2 separate regions of the Hordeum vulgare genome follow, and region 1 is linked to region 2. The links are chromatin contacts, called in public Hi-C maps. All regions are on one chromosome and are shown on one strand. The core of a region is the stretch at or near the end of the contact, and the rest is flanking DNA. Distances in the headings are between cores, read along the strand shown.

What was found. Hi-C and Micro-C count contacts between places; a contact is called where the count stands out from the background.
Region 1: a Hi-C map of seedling shows a contact between it and region 2, with 4 times the contacts expected there. The contact joins the promoter of LOC123444090 here to the promoter of LOC123444087 in region 2. A contact is called at or near these places in 3 of 6 Hi-C or Micro-C datasets (leaf and seedling) and 1 of 1 datasets of contacts at active chromatin or transcription factors (embryo).

Annotation. Positions count from the first base shown.
Region 1 is chr3H:426,920,949-426,927,997 of MorexV3_pseudomolecules_assembly, reverse strand. LOC123444090 (protein MALE DISCOVERER 1-like) reads right to left here and starts at 3,714. Exons shown (of 13, transcript XM_045120705.1): 1 at 3,500-3,714; 2 at 2,352-2,611; 3 at 2,101-2,233; 4 at 79-150. The coding sequence starts at 2,442.
Region 2 is chr3H:426,361,856-426,368,658 of MorexV3_pseudomolecules_assembly, reverse strand. LOC123444087 (tubby-like F-box protein 1) reads left to right here and starts at 1,439. Exons shown (of 4, transcript XM_045120701.1): 1 at 1,439-1,861; 2 at 3,101-3,188; 3 at 4,334-4,463. The coding sequence starts at 1,568.

The DNA of each region.
Region 1 (7,049 bases), core at 2,465-4,964, 560 kb before region 2:
AAAATACCAATATATTGTTATTCATGCGAAGCAATTTATATTTGTTGCGAAAGCACAGATACAAAACTGCATACTTACAGAGCCTGCAGATGACTAAGACTTCCTAGTTCTGGACCCAGGTTACCTCTTAATGAGAGATCTTTTAGGTTCCTGCAAAGGTATAGTTCACAGTAAGTACAATCATTAAGATGATAAATCAAGCCAGAACCCCTGAAAAATACTGAAATAGAACAACAGTAGTCACCAAATGTAATATCTTAAATATTTATTTGGTAAAGTTGTGGTACCCCACAGGAATTAAAAGATAACCTTGAATGCAAAACAGAATCATCTTGAATAACAAATGATTCTATTGAAATACTGTATGAAGGAGAGTCGCCATAAACCTTTCGATTTAAAATATGAAACAAGTAGAGATGATGAGGTAAATGCTTGATAATTAACTGAGTAGAAAACAAACAATTTCCTTGATAAGGTAAACTTCTAGATGAGGTGGTTGGCGTATGGAAGCCAATTTGGCACCAGAGCAACATGTCCTGAGGGGTTCTGGACCATCATGTTTTGCTTACAAGAAAATGTTCATATATCTAGTTTGGTGGTAAGATCAAGCAAACACATGTCTTAGCTTGGTTAAAACTAGGTATCAGGGTGTGTAGAAGTATGACAAGAAACGCGACCTTTCCTTTCAAACAAGTATCCATCTCTCTCTCTCTCTCCCACGCTCTCTTTTTGCAACATGGGCACGGCGCTGAAGAAGATGAAGGCGGAAGCGGGGGCAGAGAGACAGTGGCATACCTTAAGAAATAGGCTGCACAAACCAACCACTGTGAGGAATTTTTCTAGTGTTCCTTCTTGTTTGGGGGGGTTGCAATAAGTGTTCTTTTTTTGTTCAATTTGGCGGTATCATTGTATAAACCTTTTTTTTTACAATTCTATCATTGTATAAACCTTGATTCTCTTCATAATGAAATCCAGAACTTTGCGCATTCTCTAAATAATAGGAGGTAAAATCTTGGAGACGGGTTGCACGCGAAAATCTAGGATATAAACATAAGGCTATACTGTGCCAATCAGTTATCTTATATAGGAACAAACTTGCCAAAAAATCTAATCAAGCTAGCTAATGAAAGGTAGCCCCCATTTTGGACCTTCAATGCTATTGTATAAGTCAACAGTCTCACTTTATAGGTTAACAATCCCACGTCACAAAATTGAGAATACCAGCAGGAGAAGAAACCAATCACAACAACTTAGCTGTAGCCACTTGTTTGTGTTGGTGGAATGAACACGTAGTTCTAATAACCAGATTTCTGGTTGTTTTACGGCTTAGTATAAGCTTTTGAAAAGGCTTCCAGCTACCAAAAAAAAACATTTTCTGGAATGTGCGAACAATGTATCCATGGTAAATTCAAGATAGGCACTAAAAGAATCCTTAAGAATTACTCCCTATTCAGCCCAAAGAAGCACTCCTACAAATGAGTATATTTTAGGAGTACTAATTTTCCAAGAGTGTGTATTCGCCAAAGAAACCAGAGTTGGTCATTTATGTACTTATAATATTTCATTTTCCTTATTTGACCCAAAAAGTACTCCTAAAAATGAAATAATTTAGGAGTACAATTTTTTTCTAACTATACTAGAAAAAAAATACGAATGCGCTCCTAAAATCCTTCATAATATCTAGTCCGGTTGATTGAGCCTCTATGCTTGAGTCTACCTTCTCTGAATTGCTACACAAAGTGGAGACATGCTTGTCTTGGCAGTAACTCAATAGACTCAACTGATGCAAGTATGGTACTGTACTCAAGAAAGTCAAGCCACGTTAACTGTGAAGGAGAAAACAAGGAATAAACGGGGCAGTTGCCGATGCAGCATCCATTTAACAATAGATCAATACTACTAGTCTAAAACTACTCTTAAGCGAGAAAGATACAGTCAAATGGAAGACCCGTTAAAACAGAGGATGAACTAAATGCTCAGTTTTCTGATCATAATAATCACCAATGAATTACGAACTGCATTTCCATTTTCCAAACAGACTCATGAGCCAGTGGTAAACATAGAGGAGAAGAAAAACAAAGGGGAAAACATCCAACTCACAGCATCACAACCCTGTCATCGGCGCAGCGGACTCCGTTCCAACCGCAGGGGTCGGCGTCCAGCACGCTCCAGCCTGCCATGGCGCCATGCGGATCCTCCTCCACCCTCGACTGGAACTTGAGCAGCGCTGAGCCTGCACCACCAACACCAAAAGCCCCAGTCAATCGGCCACACCAGAACCCCAAGAGCTCAACCACAAAACCAAAAGCAAAAAAATGAAAAAGAGACACCGGCGGGCTGGCTGCCCGTACCTTCAAGGTTGATCGCTGAGCAGCCACGGCCGACGCAATGAAGCGCCAGCGCGAAGACGGCGCAGTAGAGCAGCGCGGCCATCTCCCACATTTCCACAGGCGCGCGGCGGCTCACATGATCCTCTTGGCGAGCCTCTTGAGCAGCCTGGAATGCATGGTCAGGCGCGAGGGACGCCCATGGCGTGGCGCGGGCGCCTACCTTTACCTTTGCTGGCACGGCAGCAGAGCCTCAGCCTCACGGCACGCTCCCGCTCCTGCAGCTGCATGCAAGAAAGACAGAGACACAAAAACAGCTCAGAAACGTGGGAGGAGGAGCTGCAGAGGAAGCTTGCATCGCTGGAAAAGCAAAGGGGCAGCTTTGGCTTTTTGCCTGGTGATTCGCCTATGCCAATTTCGCTTACGCCGCACGCGATTCGATCCGAGGAGATGGAGAAGACGGGGGGAGGAAGACGGAGGGGGGAGGGAGGGAAACAGCGGTCGTCCGTTCTTGGAGGAACAAGTAGTAGTAGCAGTAGTTGGAGAGATCAACGAGGACAACACAGCTAGAGAGAGAAATTCATACACACACACAACTCACAAGCAGTATAATATTCGCAGCAGACAACGGAAGATAATATTTAACGGAGCTCCAATCTCCCAATGTCTAAGATTGCGTTTTCTTGGGAGGAAAAATGGGGAGGAAGAATTCTGCGGCCATCTGTCAGGCGATTCCGCGCTGGGATACCAGGTTGGGATTAAAGAATTGGATAGGGCGGTCGCTGTCGAGGGCCGGGACAAGGGCTTCCGCAGCCCACGCGAGCCTCGTCGTCGCCGGCGACGGATTCGACGCCTAGCAGCATTTTAAAATCGGAAACAAATTGCAGAAATCCTTTGGTGCTCATCTCATCATCACAAATGTCAATAAAATATGCTCCAATCCCATTTGGCATTTCTATAATCACTCCCCCGAACCAATCGCAATCAGTCATGCTCGGCGACGCCAAATGCGATTGCAACAAAAATCGTCTCCTTTCTCTCTCTCGCCGAGGGCGCTTAGCATTAAACCAACCAGGTCGAGAATCTCGAAGGTTGATACGGCGAAATGCTTGTAAATAAAAATTTCAGAGGAGGGCAGCTTTTGAAAGGAAGCGGGGCGGAACGATCCTTACCCGCTTTTGTTTTCGATTTCGATTTTCGGAACAATGAGGAGGATGGTCGGCGTTCGCGGGTCGGAGGCTTGCCTCCCCTCCCCCTCCCGGGGAGATCCTCGAAGGAGGGGACGGTGACGGTGACGGTGGCCGGCGGCGGGCGAGAGAGAGAAAGAGGGGGTGGACGGAGGAGGAGACGTGCGGTGGGCCCGCGGCCGACAGGCGGGACGCGCAAAGGAAGGAGGGGCGAAAAAAAAAATTAGCTGGAAAAATGATTTTTGACGATTTTATTGATGATGCCCGGGTCCCGCCTAGCTGTCCGCCCGTATCCTTGTTTCTTTCTTTCTTTCTTTTCCATTTCTTCGCTGCCGGGATTATTATTCGCGTACTGTCTGTTTGTTGGCTCCCACGTCGTGTAGTTGCCTCTTGTCGTGCGCACCAGTCTCCAGCTTGCCTGCCTCCAACCCAGAGTGTTATCTCCATATTTGGCGACGGCAATGGAAGTACAAAGTTGCTGAGCAGGGAGCTGCGTCTCTTTTTTCCTCCATCGAAAGGGAGCTGTATCTACTGTAGATTTAGAGCAAGTCCAACGAGCCAAACGAAATGGACGCAAAATGTTCGTCATTTGTCTGTTTGGATGTCTAAAACCAACTCCAACATGTCGAGATTCGGTCCGTCTTTTGTTCATTTGTGTCCGCCGAAGTGACGGCATCCGGTCGCTTTCAAATTTTATTCAAGAATGCGTCCAGTCAACCGATCCATTTGATCCGTCAAACTTTTATGCATACAAATCTAACTAAAAAGCAATGTTGCGCATAGTTTACAACCAAAGCATCTTTTAGTTCATATAATATACTCCTTTTTTTTTAAATATAAGTCTTTTTTAAAAAATACTGCAAACTACATACGAAGCAAAATGAGTGAATCTATATTTTAAAATATGTCTATACGCATCTGTATGTAACCTATAGTGGAATCTGACTTATATTTAAAAACGGATGAAGTAATTAGTATACGACTAGAAAACTTGTAGGAATTGAGATGACATGTATTTCAAATCACATGAGTAGGAATGACAAAATAGATGCCATTTGATTCACATCATTGAGTCTAAGCTAATGTTTATTTTACTTTGAAATGTGGAGGATAGGACCTATTTAGGAACAGAAATGCATTTCTATGAACCAAAGAGCTCTAATGAAAAAATTCCTAAGAATCCAATCCTATAGAATTTCTATGAAATTCCTCCTAACCAAATGAGGCCCAAATAAATCACAAGGTTTTACACAACACTAATAAATATTTCCTCCGTCCCAAAAATCTTGTCTTAGCTTTGTCTAGAAATGAATGTATCTAAATACTAGAACTTGGCAAGATACATTCATACCTAAACAAATCTAAGACGAGATTTTGGGATAGAGGGAGTATTTTACAATTAAATTTAAATTGTCACAAATATATTGAAAGAAAAAGAGTCGATACATCTCTTGGTTGCCAAGGTGAGTATACATGTACTCAACCATATCATTTTAGAGTTGAATGTGAGTTGTCAAATCATGCATTTCATGATGAAATTGGATGAACTGTGCGAACGTTGTAGGTCCATGATCAGACACGACATTCTCACCCTGAAATTAAAACCGTTGGTCAAATGGTTTCACCACGCTCATACTCTATGATCATGTTGTGCATGACCACACAACCATTCATCACCATCCACATCTTATGTTGGCCCCAGTTTCTAGCGGAGGGACGAACGATGGCCCATCGAGATTGAAGCACACCAAAAACGTGCTCCCCATCCTTCCTAGCACTCAATTATGCTTGGCCAAACCTAGCCCTCTTCTCTCCGATCAAATTGGAGATTGTCTTCACAAGAGCTGAGTACTAAGGATAGATACCATCTTGTAGCTAGTATCCCTTGTTGCGTGGTGTCCATTGATTTCAAAGTTGACCTCCTGATAGTTGCCTTATCCAAGCCTTCCGAACACCGTAGTGCGATGAAGCATGTTGGTGTCATTGTGACAAATTCAGAGATCTTATGAAGTCTCAACTTCAAGTATGATAGTGCAAGCTTTAACATGGCCCTTATATTGTCCCTGTGAGAGATCGATAGAAGAGGTGTATAGAGGAGGGGTGAATAGACTACTTGCATAATTAAAATCCTAGCCTTTTCCTAATTTAATGCTTCCAGATTTTAGCGATTCTAACAAGTCTAGTGCACCCTACACATGCTAGTTAACAAGTATGGCAGCGAAAAGTAAAGATTTGCACATGTAGTAAGGAGTAGATTTTAGGAAGATCAAACACGAAGAAGTTGACACGGCGATTTTTGGCATGGTTCCGATAGGTGGCGCTATCGTACATCCATGTTAGTGGAGACTTCAACCCACGGAGGGTAACGACTGCGAGAGGCCACGCAGAGCTCCACCCACAAGGGGTCCACGAAGAAGCGGCCTTGTCTATTTCACCACGGCTTCCATCCACACAGGACTAGCCTCACTCATGATAGATCTTCATGAAGTAGACTGTCTCCTTGCCTGTACAAACATCTTGGTTGAACTCCACAACACGAAGTAGGAGGCTCCCAAGGGACACGTAACTAATCTAGAAGGCACCACCCTCCAAAAGGTAATAGATGTGGTAGAACGATGAACTCCTTGCTCTTGTGCTTCTAAAGATTGTCTCCTCAACACTCAATCACTCTTTCTCAGATTTGGCATGGGTAGGAGAGATTGATCTTGTGGAAAGCAACTTGGGGAGGCTAGAAATCCATGTTCAAATGGTTGGAATGGAATCTTTTGATCTCAACACATGAGTAGGTCGCTCTCTCTCAGAAAAATGGATGTGGCAAGTGTAAGTGTGTTCTGAGTGCTTCCTATACGAATGAGAGGTAGGTGGAGGGGTATATATAGGCATCTCCCAAAATCCAATTGTTACAACATTATTGCTCAACTCGGTGACACCGAAATGTTAATCTCGGTGGTACCGAGTTGCACTAAATGTGGCAACTTTGAATTCTCGGTGAGACTGATATAGGAATCTCGATGGTACCGATACGATGACCTAGACTGGTTTCCAAACTCGGTGAGACCGAATTCAAACTTGGAAATTCTGAAACTTGAAGTTAGCTCAACAAAATGTTGGTCACCCAATCTCGGTGGCACCGATAGGAATGTTGGTTGTACCGAGATGGTGGGATTGGCATAGGATCTGTCTAAGTGTAATGTCGGTATAGTCAAGTGAGAAATGTTGGTGGTGCCGATTTTGCATATTTGGCTTGGGACAAATATATTTTGTGGGAAAGTGGATGAGAATTTTCGGTGGCTATCTCTAAGCACTTGAGCAACCAATTCATAATAATACCTCATCCCCTTTTAATAGTATTGGCTTTCCTATGGACTCAAAGTGATTTCTCACAAATGTAAAACAAAGAGTCTTGTTGCTTGAAGCTTGAGCCAATCCTATTTCTTTCTTCATCAAAGGGGCTTCTCCTCACAATCCTTTAGCCAAAGCTCTATCTAGACTATACCTGAAATATACTAGGTACAAGTGTTGGTACAAGACACAA
Region 2 (6,803 bases), core at 190-2,689:
GGTTATGTATGAAAATGGTGTGAAAAAATACGGTGGGGTTGTGTATAAATTTTAAGTAGGTGCTCAGTATCACCTTTTGATCATATTTTAGTTCAATGTGTAGATTCTTATCTTATTCTTGTACTCGTAAATTAGCCACCCAAATATATAGCGTTGCTGCAACCTCATCACTTAACCATGCCTCACCTAGAAACTTAATTAGACTTGATACCTTGGGCGATGAGATTGATACCTTTGGCGATGAGATTGGTGAATCCCCATGGCTCACAAATTACTACAACACAACAGGTACATATACATACGAGGTTGATCGAGATGATGCCTCCAGGCTCTAGTAAGAGTATGACGAGGAGCGTGGGCGTATCTACGTCACCTATCCAAACGAGTAGCGGGACCCTTTGGTCGGCTTCCTAAGATTAGCGAGATAGGTGTCATCTCCATTTTATGGTTTGATTTTGTCCGTAGTCGGACCTTGTTCTTCTGGATGATTGTATTTGCATGATATTGACTTAGCTTGTGACGAGTGTAAGCTAACTTCATATACCCATCTCTTTTTAAAATGCATACGCGATGATATTTGTTCTTGTGAAACAACGAGATGTGATTCTATTCGTATCGAGGCCTTGAGCCATGATTAGGATAGTACCACATCTTGAGTGTTATAGAAGGCATTATCGACTACTGTAAGGTCTCCCTGAGCGGGTGTTTGTAGAAGCGACGTTGTATGATGATGATGTCGCCATGTTGTGTTAACAACGATATTGGTGCTGCAAGGACGATGATCATGTGTCGCCACCACTGTAACAATGATCATATTGCAGGACGATGAGCCCAACATCGACCATATTGTGAACGACTGAGAAGGGACACGTGACCACTGCAACGGTGACCATGTTGCAGGGTGACGAGTGCAACATCAATGATATTGCAACACATGGCAGGTGAAAGAGACATACGCTCCATGTGAGTCTTAGTCTTGATCTACCTCTACTCCTTACATACAATAGAGCAAGCGTGTGAAAAGAGACATGTGATAGCTGCAACGTCGACCATGTTGAAGGGCGTTGAGGACAACATTGACGATTTTCCGATCGGCTAAGAGGGGACGAGGCCGCTGCATTCACATGTGAAAGTGAATTCGACGACTCACACATGATGTATGAGGTGGACATCAAGTTTACCAACTTTCCATAAAATCAGCCAGTCGACACGTAGCACGCATCCACTTTTGGATTTTGTTTGCATATGTTTATCCCGTGGCCTTGAAGGAAAAGAAAGGAAAGAGTAACTTGCACAGCGAAGAAAATTCATGTGTGTGTGTGTGATCGTTTCACCACTGTGATAATACGGAAAAGGAAAGAAATTAAAGAAAGGCCACGCACCACAGTGATGAGTGGTCACAGTACCTGTCCGCTAGATCCACTTTTCCAGACAAGTACTCCATCTTCTTCTCTCCATCGCCGAACGCGGTTTTGGTTACAGTTGGAAGAAAGAAAAGCAAAAAACCAAGGCCGACGAAAGAGGCCCGCAACCTAGTGGGGAGGCAGTACAGTGGTGGGCGGAAGATATGCCTTGCGAGGAGCCGGCGGCCGAGGGCGAGGTCTCCGAGGTGGCGGAGATGGGGGAGGAGAAGGAGGACGGGCAGCCGGAGGAGCAGGAGGAGAGGTGGGCGCGCCTGCTGCCGGAGCTCCTCTCGGAGGTGGTGCGGCGCGTCGAGGCGTCCGGCGGCGAGAGGTGGCCGGCTCGCAAGGATGTCGTCTCCTGCGCCTGCGTCTGCCGCCGGTGGCGCGAAGCCGCCGTCGCCGTCGTGCGGCCGCCCGCGGTGTCCGGAAAGATCACCTTCCCGTCCTCGCTCAAGCAGGTGAGAACGGGAGCTGCGCCTGGTGGGTTTGTGCTCTCATACCCGTCGATTGGTAGGGGTCTCTGCTTCCGGTTCCGTGTGTGGTGGTGTAGGGCTGTGGAAATCCCCATCCCAAACTTAAGTTTTTATTAAGGAGGAAACTGATGATGATTTGCTCCCTTTCGATCCGTAATTTTTCCAAAGGTTCCTCTCCGTTGAGACAGGTAGGGCATCGGATTAAGCCTGAGCGGCAAATTTCGCGCCTGCCTATACATTAGGTCCATTAGTTTTCCATTTCCATAGATGCTAAGGTTGTTTGTTGTGCGATTTGGAAGGTTGGACCTGTAAATGTAGCTGTGATGTTATTTCTCATGGCCTATTAGATTCACATGAATTCACAGGGAACAATTCAATTATTGCCGGAAATGGGATAATCTCCCGCCAATCAATGAGGCCCTTAATCGGTTCTTGTACCCTTTTTTTATTTATAAAAATGCCTTAAACCAAGTTCTCCCTGATCTTATGGCACGCCGGGCACCACACCGTCTGATCAGCCTTTTTTTTGAGAATCCACCGTCTGATCAGCCATGCAACGGTTTGTGTGCTGGGGCCATGGTGTACATCAATGACGTCAGGTGAAAGTGGGGTGCTGCTCCATGCGTCGTGCCACTGCCCGGTCGCGCTGTATGCCATCCCATAAAAGTGCACTCACGCTCTCATTCTTGGTTTGGGCGATACTAAATTTGGTGTATTTCGATGGGTGGTTTCGATTGGCGTGTCGACGATCAGAAATTTTGGCTTGTGTATTTTTGTCATCCCCCTGCAAACAGGAACTCAATTAATTGGATTTTAATGGCAAGGCTTCCGCAATGAGAAATTCCGTCTTGCCTATTTTGAGTAGCATAGGATTTGTTTGGATGGTGGCCAAAACCCACCCTACCAATAATTTGGTCATGGCTAAAAATTTGGTCTATGTTTGGATGGCTACCAATATTTTGTCATGCCAATGCTTCTCTCTCCATTTCAGTTCACTTTCTAGTCAGTGTTGGCCAATTAGGCAAGCAAAGGCTCCACCAAAAATCTGGCTAGCCAATTATTTGATACAGCCAAGCTAGGCTAAAACCAAATGTACCCATAGTTTTCTTACGTTTCTGTTGAAGCTATTTATGCGAGGGATTCCTTTGTAGTTACTTGGGGACTTGCACAGAAGTTTCTTATGCAGCATCTGTATGCCTAATCTTACAACATAATGTCAAACAGCCAGGGCCAAAGGAGTTTCCAATGCAGTGTTTTATCAAGCGGAATAAGAAGAACTCTACGTTCTACCTCTACCTTGGCTTGACAACTGGTAAGCCTATCTGATGGGTGTACTGCCTTGATTTTCTCATTCTATTTTATGTTGCGTATGCATTTGGGCCAACTCGTTATCAGTGGACCAAGGACACATTTAGCAAGAAATATATTTAAGAGTTAGCAATGGTCTAGTAAAAAAACTTCGTATTTGTATGCACGATGACACTTGATAAGCAGCAATATGCTGCATATATAGCTTTTGGATCTCAGTCAGTAAGGCTTTAATTGGAAGCGTATCACTTGTTTCTCCTAGTCGATAATGACTTTTCAATTATTATTATTTTGCATCTGCATTGTGTTTGCATGTGTTGTCTGTTCTTATACATATTCCCTTCCTGGCACTACAACTAGTAATCAACCAGCACAAATGCACCTATGTTGGGGTTTCAGGGCCATTCGCTAATTTGTATCTGTAATTCTGTATGCATTAAACTGGGGTCCTGGGGCGACAGTTGTGGACCGGATAATGGAATTGAACATGCAGAAATCCACCAAATTCTGGACTAGAATCGTTAATGTGTGTTGTGATAATGCTATATTTCAAATATAAAATAATGGATAGTGCTGCTCATTATTTGGATTGGTTAGCTCAGAAGTTCAATTCCAAGGGTTTAGTTCTGTCATGCCTATAGGACTTGAGCATCTTTTGGAGCATGAATCTGAAGGGACTCAAAGTTTTCCCCAGATCTTTGGGAGCTTGAATAGTTTTACAAGATACTAAGTTTTTTTTAGAGAAAACGCAAAAGACTTTACGTTTCATTTCATTGAACAGATAATAGTACTTGAGATCTTCCACTTGATCTTTGTAATGAAACAGATAATAGTACTTGAGATCTTCCACTTGATCTTTGTTACTATCTGTAACACTCAGGTGCATAGGCAGTAGATTGACCTGTTCATGTATTTATAGAGCACCAATTTTCTCAACCAAATCCTTACCCTCATCTGCTAAAGGATAAAGTTTGTTGTGTGGCTATGTACTATTGTTATTTTGCCCTAAATGAATAATCTTTGGTTCTACTAGTTACCATGGTCGTCCCTTACAATGCATTATACCATTCATAATATCATTTGATCATTTTCAGCATCAAATGTGCCTGATGATAATAGTTTAATACACATATTGTCCTTGTCTTGCAGCTACTGTAGATAAAGGGAAGTTTCTCATGGCCGCAAGAAGGTTTAGGCGTGGTCCTCATACTGAGTACATTATATCCCTTGATGCTGACGACTTGTCACAAGGGAGCAATGCATATATGGGGAAACTGAGGTGAGATTCTACATGGCTGCAGTCGTCTCAACCTGCCATGCTATTTTTTATGTATCCTACTAAGTGTTCAAATTGGTTGAAGCAATATATGTGGTGCAAATATGGGACCAAAAAATGGGTATTTATTTATGAAACACACCTAGGTCCACAGCGGTATAAAAGCCATTAGACAATATAGGACTTCAGAGTTCCAAACTTCCAGTTAGTACCACTTCTCCACTTTGTATTGTTCTTCATTGAATTTGAATGCTAGTAATACGATTCCGAGGTCAAAGGATGCATCATTTGCAATATTGCAAAACAAACCCTTTGACCTGGTGGCATGCCTAAGATGCCTTACTCATCCCTTTCTCACATGGAAACTAACACATCGTTGAAATTCTGTGATGGCCTGCTGAAGTATTTACATTATGTCTTAAGACCCTAAGCTCTTTATCATTGCTCTTGGGAGTGTGCAAGCTCTTACATTTCATGATTGCTTCACATTTGCTGTTTTTTATGGTCCTTATTTATTTATTTATTTATTTTTAGGTCCTGAGGATCCCTTTTTGATTTTATCTTTTTTATATTATCATTAAGGGAAAAGTCCATTTTGCTCATCCCAAGTGTCATGTTTGTCCTAAGCCCCTCAAGTTTGTGGCTTACTTAGCCCCTTGAATGTTGAATACTGAATCACTTTAACCCCCTGAAGCTGGTTTTGAAGGTGCCATTGTTCATGTTGCGGCAATGTCACTGTTTTGAGGGTATGTTTGGTTTCATGGTTTGTGTCCAAAACATAAGGGCATCTACAACTGGACTGGGCAAATTTGACCCCCTAAACGTCCGCAGGCGCGTCCAGATGCCTCCACGGACAGTGCCGGCCAGCCCTTCATTTGTCCTGTGGAACAGCCACACTCCTCATTTGTCCTCCGGTAGAACTACACCCCTCATATTCATGCAAAGCCATGCACACCCATCATATAGAACCAATTCATCACCAATTGAACAATTTGACAAAGCAAAATAAACCACAATTCAACAATTCAACCCATGGCAAAATAAAATGCAACAATTCATAAATAGATAGGCGATACATAAATGAATCAAACGCCTCCATTGTTGCGCTCGTTGATCCTCTTCTTCATGTTGATCAAACACTTCTTGCTTTCCTCATCCAAGAGGCTAGTGTCCTGCAACATGATCCTCGACTCCTTCGTTTCCCTCACAAGCCTCAACTTCTCTCTCTCTCTTGCTCAATTCCTTGCATTGTCACAGCCTTTTCAAGCTCCCATCTTGCATATTTCTCTTGCTTCTCTAAGTCTATCTTCTCTCCCTCAATGCTCAACTTCTCTTTCACCCTGTCCCAGTTGAACAACATCCTCTCCCTTTGCACATCCAAGAAGTGCTTGTACTTCTCCTCCTTGGCCGAAAAAATGCCCGTACATTTTGCTTGCTGCGCTGTCATGCACGACCCTTTGCCTCTCCCACTTGTTTCCCATCACTTGCCGGTTTCTCCTGGCATGGTTGCTTGTCCGTCTGCAAACCCCAACTAGCAAAGAAGAATCACCGAAGACAATGCAACAAAAGAAGCTAGCAATACAAATGATGACAATGTGAAGCAAATCAAATTTATATGGCCATTGGCTCAAATGTCACTTTGGTTTTGGCCAACCACTTGTGAATAGAAACCGCAAAACTTGGTGACGCTCTCTTGGATGGTGGACCATCTATGTTGAAGAGAGCCCTCATTGGCGGTTGTATGGATAGGGTGTGGCACCACATAGTTCTTGTGTCCATGGTAATGTTTGTGGATTTTTTGCCAATACTTACGCCTTTTGCTCGGTTCCACAAATTGGATCAATGCTTGTGGCCAACCAAGCTTTACACAACACATCTTCATGGCTTGGAATGCCGAACCTCTTACCTTTGCTACCTTCTTCTTTTGAGTGTGCGATGTTTGCCCAACGTTGAAAATAGGGGAATTGGTATCACAAGTCATAATGCGTAGGCTCTTGACCATCATTTATCATGTTCATCATGTATGTATCCTACAATATGCATCACAATGAAACTACCATCCCTAAATTGATCCAATGGTGTGTGCAACAAACAAAGCAAGCGATACAATGGCGTATGGGGTAAAAACATACCGTGTCTTGGTTGGCCATTTCGTCGAAGAACACGTGGGCATGCCCAGCAACGGCGTTTCCCGACGTTGTCCGTTGCCTTTGGAGTTGCGGTGAGTTGTACACCGTGTCCGCAGCGGCATCCTCTTGCGTGCAGCCATCCGGGATGTCTGGCCCATTCGGGTGCCGGAATGGAGTCGGGCACGGTCGACTGTCTGTTCCTTCGTGTGAGCAT